Linked DNA regions of Sus scrofa: region 2 is linked to region 1. The links are chromatin contacts, called in public promoter capture Hi-C maps. All regions are on one chromosome and are shown on one strand. The core of a region is the stretch at or near the end of the contact, and the rest is flanking DNA. Distances in the headings are between cores, read along the strand shown. Region 1 holds the start of THUMPD1 (THUMP domain containing 1). Region 2 holds the start of ACSM2B (acyl-coenzyme A synthetase ACSM2B, mitochondrial).

Evidence for each region. Promoter capture Hi-C pulls out the DNA fragments that hold promoters and counts their contacts.
Region 2: a contact with region 1 is called in a promoter capture Hi-C map of liver, with 5 times the contacts expected there. The contact joins the promoter of ACSM2B here to the promoter of THUMPD1 in region 1. A contact is called at or near these places in 1 of 5 promoter capture datasets (liver) and 2 of 47 Hi-C or Micro-C datasets (both in liver).

What each region holds. Positions count from the first base shown.
Region 1 is chr3:25,281,395-25,288,941 of Sscrofa11.1, forward strand. THUMPD1 (THUMP domain containing 1) reads left to right here and starts at 4,624. Exons shown (of 5, transcript NM_001244282.1): 1 at 4,624-4,956; 2 at 6,291-6,468. The coding sequence starts at 4,726. It overlaps ACSM3 (acyl-coenzyme A synthetase ACSM3, mitochondrial), which reads right to left and starts at 2,669. Exons shown (of 14, transcript XM_021086514.1): 1 at 2,483-2,669.
Region 2 is chr3:25,385,320-25,392,866 of Sscrofa11.1, forward strand. ACSM2B (acyl-coenzyme A synthetase ACSM2B, mitochondrial) reads right to left here and starts at 2,524. Exons shown (of 14, transcript XM_003124561.6): 1 at 2,391-2,524; 2 at 107-291. The coding sequence starts at 283.

The sequences.
Region 1 (7,547 bases), core at 3,374-5,873:
CAACTTGAGCAGAGGTCCCCAAAGAGTGGTGGCTGTCTGGCCTGGCCCACCCAGCCCAGACCCTGGTCAGACCCACTACCCTCCCATGCTGGCTCCTCACCTCCGCCCCCAGGGATCCCAGACTGCACTTCAGGATGGATGAGGGGTAAGGGACAAGTGCTGGAGGCTGCTCTGTCGAAGAGAAATAAGCCCAAGTCTTCACATGTCATTCTGTTTGGCAGCGGGGATTGAGGAGAAAGGACCACCCTTTACTATTTGCTGGCAAGGTACAGCCTGCGTCTCTGTACCTTTTTACAGAATAAACATTTCCTTGAACTGGATGAGGAAGTACTCACCACTAAGTTTTTAGTGTTGTAACTTTTTTTTTATTATTACTCAAGGAATTTAATACATTTATAGTTGTACAATGATCATCACAATCCAGTTTTATAGGATTTCCATCCCACAACCGCGGCGCATCCCCTCCCCGACACACCTGCAACTTTGTTTTTAATTTGGGGGGATAATATCTTCAAATGCTTACAGAAATCATAAAAGATACTCAGTGAGGAGTTCCTGTTGTGGTACAGTGAAAAAACGAATCTGACTAGGAACCATGAGGTTGCAGTTTCGATCCCTGGACTTGCTAAGTGGGTTAAGGATCTGGCATTGTTGTAAGCTGAGGTGTAGGTGGCAGATTCGGCTCAGATCCCAAGTTGCTGTGGCTGTGTAGGTCAGCAGCTGTAGCTCCAATCAGACCCCTAGCCTGGGAACCTCCACATGCCGTGGGTGTGACCCTAAAAACAAAGGGGGGAAAAAAAAGGTACACAGTGAAAAATCTGCCTCCCACCCCCAGCCTCAGGTTTCACCACACCCTTAATCCCTCAGAGAACCATTGTTATTATTTCTATGTATCTTTTAAGGGTTTCTTTTTTTTTTTTTTTTTTTTTTTTTTGGTCTTTTTGCCATTTCTTGGGCCGCTCCCACGGCATATGGAGGTTCCCAGGCTAGGGGTCTAATCGGAGCTGTAGCTGCCAGCCTACGCCAGAGCCACAGCAACGCAGGATCTGAGCCTCGTCTGCAAACTACACCACAGCTCACGGCAACGCCGGATACTTAATCCACTGAGCAAGGCCAGGGATCAGAACTGCAACCTCATGGTTCCTAGTCAGATTCGTTTCTGCTGTGCCCACAACAGGTACTCCTTATTTTGCATTTAAAATGAAAATTTCAAACTATTTTATCCACTGCATTCAGAATCCTTCAAACAAACTTTGAAAAGAAAATTGACCAGTCATTTGGAGCTTAAAGTGAGCCTAACCATTGTGTTCTGCCAAATACCAGCATCCTCCTCATCAAAACCATAAGACTATCTTTTCCCCAACAAAGTTCTTTTCCTGTTTTTCCAGAGATTTTAGCATTTCATAAAATCCATTTTCCAGGTTTCTAATACTATTTGCAGGTAAAAAAGATCTGAGACAACTTTCCCAGTGTGAGTCCAGATTTTTGTACTGAGCCATAGAAAACTCATCTAATAAAGATGGTACCAGTGCTGATCAGACAGGCTTTTGAAAGTATTTAAGGTCTCATCAGACATGCAGCCTCTACATCTATATAAACAGCAGTGCCAAGGGGATTTTCACCTCCCCACATCTCCGTAAATACCTTCTCCATCAAGTAATCCAAGTAATAACCATGGGTTGGCATATATACCCTCAAAGCAAGATGAAACCCCTACTGTTCTCCGCAATCTAACAAGACCCTGCCTTAAACTTCCATAAGAATTTTTAGGGCTATGCTTGACCACCTAATAGAGAAAAGTGGCTGCCCCCAGGTTACTTCTAAGTAGACACTAGAGTGAAAACCTCAGCTTAGTCTACTTGGACTCAACTGAATTTTTTTTCCAAAACATCTTAACAAGTTAATCTGTGCACATAATTTTTAAAAAATTAAATAGCACGAAAAGCTCAAAATGAAAGAAACTCAGCTGCTATGTTTACAGCCTTTTTGTATGTACATAGTCCTAGTCACTTACTAGATAGAATTATTAACAATAACTGAGAAATTCTGATAGAAACACATTGGCTGCCCAGGATTTCAGGAGAGCACTTTTAATTTCTTTTTGTCTGTTTGTTTGCTTGCTTGTTATCTCTGCTCAAAAGTACATGTGGGCCAGCCCAGAAAACTTTGCATAGGAGACAGATAAAGTGATACTCACTAAAGTGACAGATTCCAACACAGCAGGAGATGATAGCAGACCTGTTTCTAGAAGAGTAACCCTGAAACTTGAACTCTTCTATCTACGTTGGTCTTGGCAGTAGCCGCAAGAGAATGGAAAAGTTGTGGGACAGTCAGAAGCAGTAAGATGTGCCCAGAGTGCCTTTCCTGGATTGGTGGAGCCATTCTGGAGGGAGGAGCAGAAGTTCTGGGCCAAGTTTACCTTGGAGATTTACACAGTCCCCTGAGACTGTTCCTTTTATAATTAATGAGTTACTGGACTTACTGTCATGACTCAGCAGATCTGTGAGGAACCCAGGATCTGTGAGGATTCAGGTTCCGTCTCTGGCCTCAGTGGGTCAGTGGGCTGTGGATCTTGCAGCCGTAAGCTGCAGACGTGGCTTGGATCCTTCCTTGCTGTGGCTGCGGTGTAGGCTGGCAGCTGGAGCTTCGATTGGTCCCCTAGCCTGGGAACTTCCATATGCCGTGGGTGTGCCCCTGAAAAGGAAAAAATAAAGAAGTTAATGATTTTCATACACCACAGGTTTTGGGGAGGCTGGGGAAGTAATGCATTTACATGGAGGGAAAGTGTCCATGGAGCTCCTGGAGAGGTTAGTCCTGTTTACAGGTGATTGTGTTTAGGGTGCAGTTAAGCCAGGGAGAAGGACAAGGAAAGTCTCTAAGCTGTTCAGTTTTAAAGTATTCATTTCTAAAAGAAGCATAGGGATCTAACTTTTTTCTTGGGTGTATAAGATGCCTATATTATTACGTGTATTCCTTGAGAGGGAACCAGGATCCTGCCTCAAGGCTGTACAGTTGCCTGACTGTTCCTCCCCTCCCTGATCAGTAACTATCTGACCATGTCCCTATAGGAACTCAGGGAAGGTCATGGTAGCTGAGTAAGACTCATTTCCTAAGAACAAGAAATGGGGTACACAAAAAGGCTTTTGCACCCAGGAGCCCCACAGTCCGGTTTCGCTATCACTTTATCGATCATTTTGGGAGCTGAATTCAGTTGAAAAACTTTGAGCACCTACTATGGGCTAGGCACTATGCTAGGCACTGAGGATGAAAAGAAAAACTAAACAATTTCAGCGAGCTCTCTCTGTGCCTCCTGACACCACAGCAAGGCCAGTGTAATGAGACTTCTTTTCACAAGCAACTGAGGACCTCCAGAAATAGATGCTGCACAATCTCCACCAATGACATTTTGAAAAGTAAAGGCGGAAGCAAAGGTGAAAGCCAAAAATAAGATTTTTGGATATAATGGTCAATCTGGGGTTAGAATAAAAGATGACTTTCAGTTCAATGACCCTTTTGCAGATTACTTCCATTGGAATTTGTGGGAACTCAAATCTGGCAACAACTTTTGTACTGGAGCAGTAGTTGAGGGTGAGTGCTGCCCACCATAGCTGTTAACCAAAGGTCTTTGCAGCCATCAGCCACTGCATCCACTGGATGGTGAGCCCTGAAGAAACTCAGGATGGAAACAGAATGCCAGCCATCAAACCATCAGACACTGTAGCCACCAACTCCCACCTGTTCCTCCCCCCCCCCCAGTGTACCCTCAAGAGACTCCGGATGAGAAAGCACAGGACACTGGCCCTAGATAGCTGAGGTGCATATCAAAGGAATGATTTCAGTGAACCCTGACTCTTGCATTTCCCATACATGGAAAAGCACTAAATCCCTTAACCAGAAATAATCTTTTGATGTTCATACTATCTGGTCTTGGTTGCAAAAACTCCTATATATCCTGACTCCTCTCTTACCTCTTTGGAGCAGTCCTTAGAGTTATCAGATAGGCTGTGTCCTGGGCTTAAGACCTGAGTGTTGTCCGCATAATAAAGCATGATTCTCATCTTTTAGGTTGTGCTCCCCCCACCCCCAGTCAATAGTAGGGAGCATTTATTCCTCCTGAACACAGTCTTCAAAAGTGGCATCTTTTCAGTTTAAAAAAGATAACACATTATCATGATAGTTGCTGAGGCTGCGGATAAAAGCACAGAGAAAGCAGTGTGAAACACTTATACAAACCACTATTCTTAGTTCTAAGTCATATGGAAACAAGTTCTGGCAAATTTAGGCTAGAAAGGATTTTATTGGAAGCTTTTGGGAAGTTGACAGAATTATAACGACGGCGGGAGGAACAAGTGCCACGGAGGGTAAGAGACTCTAGGCGGCTGGAACCAGCATCAAGGTTCTAGAAAGCGCCCCACCACCAGTTTTGGAATCTGGACAGCAGGAATACGCTGTCACCAGAGACGGGCCACTTCTCCAGTAAATCACCTCCTTCCGGTGGTGAGGTGAAAGCGACTAGCTGTCAATCATCGCCGGGGACGGACCTCACGCCACCACTCTGCAGCCTTCCGCCGCGGGCTTTAGGACCCTGTAGTCGGAAGGAGGCTTGGCGGAAGGACTTCTAGAGGTCGTCGCGCACACATGACATAAGCAGCCCGCGCCTGCAGAGGTGAGGGCGCCAGGCCCGCGGAGAAGCACGTTGCCCGCCTGCTTCAGTTCTCAAGCACTATGGCGGCCCCCGTCCAGCAGCCTCTTCAGCCTGGTGGCGGGAAGCGCAAGGGCAAGGCTCAGTACCTGCAGGCCAAGCGGGCTCGGCGCTGCGAAGGCGGCGGGCCCCGGCAGTTGGAGCCGGGGCTACAGGGCATTCTCATCACCTGCAACATGAATGAGCGCAAGTGTGTGGAGGAGGCCTACAGTCTGCTCAACGAATACGGCGACGACATGTACGGGCCAGAAAAGGTACCGGCTCGGGGAAGAGCAGGCGGACCAAGCGGCCTTTCAGGGAGGAGGAAAGGGTGGCAGGCCAGCTCCTGTATACGCATGCGCGAGTTTAGCCGCACCCGTAGCGATGAGGGGGCGTGGTTTGCCTCTGTTCCCCTAGGAGCCCCAGGGTGCCTCGGTTCCCCACCTCTACCCGGTCCTGTGCTTCAAATTCTAGCGCTTTGGGCGTTTCCCGCCTCTTCGTTAATCACGATGGTGGCTCCAATTTATAGATTGCTTTTTGCGGTTCAGACTTTGTTTCTGAAGACCTTTCAGAAACGTGTACGTCTCGCGGTAACCTCGTGAAGTATTGCTCACGAGGACACAGGTTCATGTAGGTTAGGTTCTAGGTGGTTCAAGTTCTCAAGGGCACAAACTTCATTCGTCCTTACGGTTTCTGCTATCTTACTACCGTTTAAACATTGCGACTGTTCTAATGTGTTAGTCTTCAGCAATAACATCTCTGAAATAGTGGTTTTAGTACTAGTCTAATAGTTGCTTCTCAAATAGATATAAAAATACATTTCAAAAAGTAAAAACTTTTGTAACAGTACCGTCTAAAATCTAATTGTCCCATCACAGTTTGGAAATAATATTATTGGCGTAGGATTTGGACCCATGCACACATGCACACCCCAAGGAATTAAACGGGAGGGGGTTAAAATTCAGAGGATTGTCATTTACTAGCTCAGTTGGATGGGCTTGTCATTTAATTCTGCTGAGCTAGATAAAAAAGAGAATAATGATAGGACTTTGAAAGATTGGCTAAAAGGTTGCTTATGGACACAAAATAACATCCTGGTATGCAACAAAAGCTCCATAAATGTGTAAAATTACCATTAGTGCCTGATTGGCAACCATGTTAGTGGGGCAGAGAACTGGGCAATAAGTGTATGTCTTGTCTGTACTGATACCTTGAGCAAGGTCTCAAACTTTTTCTGTACTGGATACCACAGTAGAACAGGAGTAAGGATTTTTAACTTCATAACTATTTGGTTTAATCTCACGAAAGTGTGGTGTCATGTCAGGCACAAAGGTATCTTTTGATGGGATTAAGGTCCACCCTGAAATGATTCATCTGGTGAGCACATTTCACTCTGTCCCAGACTGTCAGGGTTTTGAAAGCGTTTTCAAATTGTATGTACCTCAGTCTGAGGGAACTCCTTTCTTCCTCCACATTTTGGCAGGAGTGATGTCTTAATAAAGAGCTTTCTTGTCAATATTGAGTCCTCTGCCACTGGGTTTCATAGAAGTAGTGACAGTTTTAACACGGGCTGTTGTGGCATTTCTGCTCATTAGTTTTATGCAAACAGTTTTCAGACAAGGATCAGCAACCCTCAGGGAGTGAGGGAGAAGACGATGATGATGTGGAGGCTGCCTTGAAGAAAGAAGTTGGTGACATTAAGGCATCCACAGAGATGAGGTTAAGAAGATTCCAGTCAGTGGAGAGTGGAGCAAATAATGTCGTCTTCATCAGGACTCTTGGCATAGGTGTGTCTGACTAATACACCTTAAGATTATTGATCCCATAATATCTGGACTTCTGTCTTAGAGAACACTGCCTACAAATGGCTTCATGGATATGGCTCAGTTGATCATTTGGTTGCATCCTCTACACTCAGTTAACACAGGCATATAGAGAGGTAGAAAGGGGTGGTGGAAATAGCTTTGGCTTAGGAGTGGAAATCTGGCTTTGCCACTTCCTTTGTCTGTAACTTTAGACAAAACAAGAGTACATGTTCTGCCTAAAGGAGCAGCTGCCACTTCACCCCAGCCAATCTGGAATGGCTCCAGCCATTTGGGAATATAGTCTTAGGAGAGCCAAATCTACTGATTTTTTTTCAAAAGAAGTTGGAAACCTGGAAAAGTTTTTATTTATTTATTTGTTTGTTTATTTATTTTGTCTTTTCGTCTTTTTTAGGGCCGTACCCGCGGCGTATGGAGGTTCTCAGGCTAGGGGTCCAATTGGAGTTACAGCTGCCAGCCTGCGCCACAGCCACAGCAATGCCAGATCCAAGCTGTGTCTGCGACCTATGCCATAGGTCACAGCAATGCCAGATCCTTAACCGACTGAGCGAGGCCAGGGATTGAACCCATAACCTCATAGTTCCTAGTCGGATTTGATTCTGCTGTGCCACAATGGGAACTCCTGGAAAAGTTTTTAGGTTTGCTTTTTTTTTTTTTTGTCTTTTGTCTTTTTTTGTTGTTGTTGTTGTTGCTATTTCTTGGGCCGCTCCCGCGGCATATGGAGGTTCCCAGGCTAGGGGTTGAATTGGAGCTGTAGCCACCAGCCTACGCCAGAGCCACAGCAACGCGGGATCCGAGCCGTGTTTGCAACCTACACCACAGCTCACGGCAACGCCGGATCGTTAACCCACTGAGCAAGGCTGGGGATCGAACCCGCAACCTCATGGTTCCTAGTCGGATTCGTTAACCACTGCGCCACGACGGGAACTCCAGGTTTGCTTATTTAAAAAAATAGTTGCAAACTGTTGCCTTTGGGCTGAATAAGCCATGAGATCCTGCTGCATAGCACTAGAAACTGTGGTCACTTATGATGAAGCATCAGG
Region 2 (7,547 bases), core at 1,274-3,773, 100 kb after region 1:
ATAATGCTTGACATTTAAGTGCTTAAGAAGTATTTATAAGACGAATGGGTGAATTAGAGAACGCAGCCAGCGTTCCCAGTTCTGTGCCTCTTCTCCAGCCCATTACCTTCTCCATGTCAGCCCAGTGATCCAACACATCACTGGCAAAGTTAAATTTGGCAGGAACTTCCTGGTGGCCCCACTGCAGGGGTGCCAGATGCCTGGTCCGAATGTGGACCATGCGATGGGGCATCCAAGTCCCCCATCGGAGGCAGAGTCCCTGGAGTTTCCACAGCCAGTGCATGTTCAAACCTGCAAAGGCAAGAGAAGCCAGAGGTGGGTCTTTCCTGTACAGTCACTTAAGGAGATTGGTCCCCACCTTCCAGGGTTCTGCCCGAAGTTCATTCGCTGGGGTTGTGAGTGAATTGGCAATCGGCATCCATCTCAGTTGCCACGCTTCAAAAACACAACACTCGCCCTAAATCCTATGTCCCTACACCTATGACAGTTTCGTGAACATCTACTCCCATATAATAAATCCTTTTGTGCTTAAAACACAGTGGCGTGGGAGTTCCCATCGTGGTTCAGCGGTACCGAACCCAACTAATATCCATGAGGACGTGGGTTCAATCCCGGCCTCGCTCAGTGGGTTAAGGATCCGGCGTTGCTGTGAGCTGTGGTGTAGGTTGCAAATGCAACCTGGATCTGGTGTGGCTGTGGCTATGGCTGTGGTGTAGGCTGGCAGCTGCAGCTCCGATCTGACCCCTAGCTCGGGAACCTCCATATGCCGCATGTGCAGTCCCTAAGAAGCAAAAACACAATACAATGAAACAAAACCCAAAAACACAGTGGTGTGGTAGACTGAAGGGTTGTCGCTAATAACTTGTCTCCTCCCTGGAGCAGAATTATATGCATATGCACCCCACATTGCCATTATCCTTTGGTCAATGAGATGTGAGTGGATCTTGCATTTCTGCCCTCTGTCATGAGGGTAGCCTAGCCCAGATGGGCCTACCTCCAGCCTGGGTCCCAGAATGACAGCACAGGTGGCGTGGAGCCGAGGCCAGCCCAGCCACAGATAATACCCAGAGCTGTGGGGACAATATCTATTGTTATGAGTTCCTGCGAGATGTCCAGGTTGCTTGCTAATAACAAACAGACTAACACACGCAGCATCTAGTTCTTTCAATGGATCCCTGCCTGAGAGATCCTGAGTACTGTGCCATACACAGGACCTAACCCAGAGAATCAATTTAGAAATTATAACTGCATTGGCTCTTTGGAAACTAATCAGAGACTCCTGGTCTCTGAGTTCCAACCTGTACACCTGAATGGGGGTTGCAGAATTGAAGTCTAATGATTTGACCTCAAGGAATCCAGCCAGGAGTCCTGCCACGTGGCCAGATTTCCATCCCCTGTTGCATGGGCAGAAGAAATCAGAATGCTCAAGCTTTTTAGGGCAGCACCTGTGGCACATGGAAGTTTCTAAGCTAGGGGTCGAATCAGAGCTATAGCTGCTGGCCTACACCACAGCCACAGCAACACGGGATCTGAGCCTTGTCTGTGACTCTGTGACCCATACCACAGCTCATGGCAACACCAGGTCCCCGACCTACTGGGCGAGGCCTAGGATTGAACCCATACCCTCATGGATTCTAGACGGATTCATTTCCCTTGCTCCATGAACTCCTGTCTCCTCTCCTATTTTCTAAAAGAACAAGGAATGAAGAATGTCCTTACCAGCTCCTAGGAAAGATGATTTACTGCCTTTGTACCTATTGGTCTTGCTCTCTTTCCATGGCTAACTCTTTCTTATTTTTCTGGGCTCATCTCCTCTGAGAGGCTGCCTTTCCTGACCACCACCTCCCATCCCACTTTTTTTTTTTTTTTTTTTTTTTTTGCTTTTTAGGGCTGTACCTGTGGCATATGGAGGTTCCCAGACTAGGGGTCTAATTGGAGCTACAGCTGCCGGCCTACACCACAGCCACAGCAATGCCAGATCTGAGCCACGTCTCTGACCCACACCCCAGCTCACAGCAACTCCAGATCCTTAACCCACTAAGCGAGGCCAGGGATCAAACCTGCATCCTCATGGATGCCAGTCAGATTCATTAACCGCTGAGCCATGACGGGAACTCCCCGCATCCCATTTTGACTGCCCTTCTCAGCCACCCCAGTCCCTTCTTTTTGCTGTGCTAACCCCAACCCTAACCCTAACCCTAACATTTTTCCTTTGTCCACTGCTGCCTCCTCACAAAGACCTGGCAGATGCTCACTTTCTTCACCCCTAGAGATTCGGGACTGATTTTCCCCTCAGATTTTCCCTCTCCTAGCTAGCGCTGACTTCCAAAGGTTGGCTAGTGCCCTCCTGAGGCATGTCCCCATCTGTCCATCCGTCACAGCTTGCTCACCTGCCAAGTCTGTTCAGGAGGATCTTGGTCTCAGGAGATCTCTTGGTCTCAGGAGAGGTCCTGAGCAGCCAGCTCCAGAATCCCTGTGGCCTTGGAAGAGGGCACTGCTAGTTAAGCGGACAGCCCCGGAACCTTTGTGGCCTTGGAAGAGGGGACGCTAATCATTAACCGTGGGCCACCCCGGAGTGTCACTTGGAAAAACATCAGTCCTTTTCTTAGCTGTGCCTAGGGATTGCACAGCCCTGCAGCCCTGAGGCCAGCAGAACTGTTCCTCTAACCTAGGGGCCTGAAAAAGAGATTTACATGTAAGACCTGGAGCAGGTTCTTGCTCCGTCCGGGAAGCGAAAGCAGCGCACATGGACCTACATACATTGGTTCACTTCCTTTAGTCCACGATAGTTCTGATGTTTGAGTTGGAGAGTCAGAAAAACTAAGACCTTTTCAGATCATTGAGTGGATAGTGTAAAAATTCAGTGTGGAACAGCAACTTGCTCACGGTCACAGGGACAATCAGTCTCAGGCCTCTGCCTGGAATCCTCACCTCCAGAAGAATGGTTCACGATGCTGCTGCCGACTTCTAGAGGCTCCTCGGGTCCCAGGACTAGAGCTGGGGATCAGAGGGCTCTGAGCCACTGATGCCAACAACGTTCCAGGAATACCTACCCAAAGGGGAAATAGCTCCATCCTCCCAGATAAGGAAAGTGCCCCCGAAGCCACAGAGCTCCTCCCGTATTCCTCTGTACCCCGTGTCCACTTTCAGGGCTCTTCCTTCAATGGACTGACCATCAGCTACCTATCTGCTACAAGGGCCCCATGACAGACTGGGACAACGGGTCCCTAAATGCAGATGTCTCAGGCCAGGGGCAAGATGAGAATGCCAGTTACCCGGCAATAGCTAAGGACCACAAGAGACAGGGACCCAGAGGAGACATGCAGGGGAGCCAGAGGGGCTAAGAGAACCTAGACGCCAGCATCCGAGGTCCGGGGAGAGAAGAGAGGAGATATACCTGGAGAGGATATCCAAAGCAATTTGCTTTTCTTGGGCCAACCCTAGAAATCATATGCTCGAAGAAACCTGTTTATGCAGAGCAGCTGCCCTTCCCTGGGAGGGATTCTTTACTCTTTCTGGGAAAATTCACAGAATTCTACCACCTGCCTCTCCAGCCCTGAGGGTATGGATCCTTTCTTAAATACCCCCGCAATGGGGTGTTTCTGAATGTCTCTTCCAGGAAGTTCTCCCCAGTGTCTGCCCTAAATCCCTCTTGCTGTCGCTGCTCTGTACACTCACTACCTACAGACAGAGAGGCTTCAGAGCACCAAGACCGTGAGAAGGGCTGGACAAGCCCTCCTACAAGAGCGTGAGAACATCCAGAGGGGAGACCTTGATCTCGTAGAAGAAGTTGCCCGAGTTGCTGTCTCTGCGAAGGCTCTGTTTAAGAAATAGTTGAATCTCTCTTCTGTACAGTGGGACCTCATTATTTATCCATTTCTTGGAAGATCGTACGGGAAAAGGAATGTTTATGGGAGTTCCCATTGTGGCGCAGCTGAAAAGAACCTGACTAGGAACCATGAGGTCGTGGGTGCGATCCCTGGCCTTGCTCAGTGGGTTAAGGATCCGGTGTTGCCGTGAGCTGCGGTGTAGGTCACAGACATGGCTCAGATCCCATGTTGCTGTGGCTGTGGTGTAGGCTGGTAGCTGCAGCTCCGATTCAACTCCTAGCCTGGGAGCCTCCATATGCTGTGGGTGCGGCCCTAGAAAAGACAAAAAACAAACAACAAACAAACAAACAAGTTTTCATGGTTAAAAATAAACGAAATGCATTCCACATAGTCATTCCACGTAGACTCTAAATCAAGCGGGAGAGACTTGGAGGAGGTGGTCTTTGGACTTAAATTCACACATCAGCATGGACAGAGGGCCTGAGGTCATTAACCATTCCTGCTCATCACCTGGATGCAGTGGATTTGAAGAATGAGAGTCCTGATCCTGGGAATTAGGGTCCCATCAATAGAAGGGAACCTATGAACCATGTGTTCTTCCAGAAATGGAGGCAAAACGACCCATGGCCTCACTTTGTTTAGAAGTTCTGGAGCCGGGAGTTCCCTTTGTGGCCCAACGGTTAATGAACCCAGTTAGGATCCATGAGGACGCGGGTTCGATTCCTGGCCTCATTCAGTGGGTTAAAGACCCGGTATTGCCGTGACCTGTGGTGTAGGTCGCAGACGTGGCTCGGATCCTGCGTTGCTGTGGCTCTGGTGTAGGCCGGTGGCTACAGCTCCGATTCGATCCTTAGCCTGGGAACTTCCATATGCCACATGTGCTGCTCCTAAAAAGCCAAAAAAACAAAACAAAAAACAAAAAACAAAAAAAAGAAAGAAAGAAGTTCTGGAGCCAAGTTCTCCCAGATAACCCATGGCTCACACCCTCTCTGTAACTACCTGTCCTTATCAATTTGTCAACAGAAATATTTAGTGCCTGCTGCTCTCGGATGGACCCAGAGGTGAAGGTTAAGACCACTAATAACATGGACAATGATTAAGTTCATTTTAGAGATGGTTCACGGGAGGTCAGAAGTCAGACTGAGTTACACCCTCAGCCCTCCAGTGAATCCCAATTTCATGCCAAAGGACTGCCAAGGCGTTTACCACATTATGCAAAGCCCCATGTGGCTTCACACCCTCCAGGCCTCTCGAGCTGGATGTCCTGGCCACTTACCCCATACAAACAGCCCCACGGACCTCCTTGCTATTCCCTGAAGGCACGTTCTGCCCCAGGACCTTTGCTATTGCTGTTTCTTCTCAGACTACTTTCCCCTGATGTCTATGGAGAACCCCTCTCCTCCTTCAAAGATTTGCCAAAGATTTTGGTCACCTTCTTTGTCGTCTAGACCACCTGCTTCAAATGGCAACTCACCTCTGAACTGGTTGGCCCTCCCTGTCTATACACAGTACTATTTTTCCTAAATACTCATTGCTTTCTAACATAATATAGAATTTACTTAGACATTTTTCTTTTCCTTTTTTTTTTTTTTTTTTTTTTTTTTGGTCTTTTTAAGCCCATACCCTCGGCATGTGGAGGTTCCCAGGCTAGGGGTCGAATTGGAGCTACAGCTGCCAGCCTACCCCACAGCCACAGCAACACCAGATCCAAGCTGCGTCTGTGACCTACACCACAGCTCACGGCAACGCCGGATCCCCGACCCACTGAGTGAGGCCAGGGGTCGAACCCGCAACCTCATGGTTGCTAGTCGGATTCGTTAACCACTGAGCCACGATGGGAACTCCTACTTAGACATTTTTCAATCTGCCCCTTTCCATTAAAATCTAAGCTATGTGAATGAAGACGGGGATCTTTGCCTGTTTTGCTCATTGATTTAGTTCAAAGTTCTGAAAAGCATCTAGTGCTGAGTAGGTAATCAGTAAATACCCGAGTGAATAATAAATCAGGGCCAGAAAGAAAAACGCAGACCGAGGAAGTGCAGAAAAAGCACAACACATGGGAGTGAGCCAAGACCGAGAGGAGGATTTGAGCAGAGCCTCCAACACAATGCCTGGCAGGGAATACATTGCCAGCAAAGTGACAGCATTTGTCATTGCAGTCACTACCAAGGACCTCTGGATCTGGGTGTGCTGGTGGGGTGGTGATGCCTGGCTCCCTAGAGTCATGCAGCGGAGAGCTTTCCTTTTTTTTTCTCTTTGGCGCTGAATTGGGCTGAGGTGACCATGGGAGAGATAGCTGGGGCACCAGGTGTGTGGGGGTTCTCAGGGGAAAGGGACTGGGTCCCCCCGCCCCATTATCCTTGTATTGTTCTGACTAAAGTCTGAACGGAGGCCCCCTAGTGGAGAGCTCTGATTATAGCCACAGAATGGGCTGGCACAGCCCAGGGGAATGAGGGGAGGAGAGTCCAGACAACAGCCCTGCAGGCAAGGCAGCTGAGGCTCAGAGAAGTCAGTGTAACCATAGTGACAGGGGGCGCTGCCCCAGGCATCATTTCCACCCAAGCCCTATTGTGGCTCCGTGGATTAAGGACCCGATGTTGTCTCTGTGAGTATGAGGTTTCAATCCCTGGCCTCGCTCAGGGGGTTAAGGATCTGGCATGGCCACAAGCAGCAGCATAGGTCACAGCCGTGGCTCCAATTTGATCCCTGGCCTGGGAACTTCCATATGCTGCGGGTGCAGCTATTAAAAATGAAAAAGCTTCCCAGTGGCAGCCGGAGCAGACACAGGCAGGGACTGATTGGCTTTGGGTTCCTGGAGCCCAGGACTGAGTGGGCCCTCAATAAATATTGGATAATGAATGAATGAAAGTGCTGAGCAGGGAGTACTAGGGTCACTCCCAGTCTCCATCAGCTTCTCCTCCGCATGGCTGGTCTCAGCTGTTCAGAGGGAGCTTCTGGGCTTTGAGACATGGCTTCAGATCCTTGCATCTTTCCTGGGTAAGACATTTCACACTAGCATTTGCAGGGGATGCATTGGTATGTGGAGAAAACATGATGCGGGGTTCATTTATTTCTTTAAAATGAACTTTCATGAAAAGAGTTAAAGAGACTCACTGGGAAAACTAGAAAAATAGAGAAATGGAGATGAAAAGAAAAAAATCTAGCAATATTCAGGAAAACTACTACTAACATTTTTGTGTGTCTCCCTCCCTCTGGTCTTTTTCTCCATCTGTAATTTTTCTCTTTTTTTGTATATTTAAATATTATTTATAACATAATTTTGTAATTTATTTGAAGTGTTTATACCATAAATAGACATTATTTTATTTTCCCCAACCACTTCATTTGGATTTGTCTAGATCACTTAATATTCTTTTTTTTTTTTTTTTTTTTTTGTATTTTTGCCTTTTTGCCTTTTCTAGGGCCTCACCCATGGCATATGGAGGTTCCCAAGCTAGGGGTCTAATTGGAGCTGTAGCCCCCGGCCTACACCACGGCCACAGCAACTCGGGATCCGAGCTGAGTCTGCAACCAACACCACAGCTCATAGCAACGCCAGATCCTTAACCCACTGAGCAAGGCCAGGGATCGAACCCTCAACCTCATGGTTCCTAGCCGGATTTGTTAACCACTGAGCCACGATGGGAACTCCCTAATATTCTTGAAAGATATTATTTTTTAGTCATTCGCTTGATATAATTTGTTCAACCATTTCCT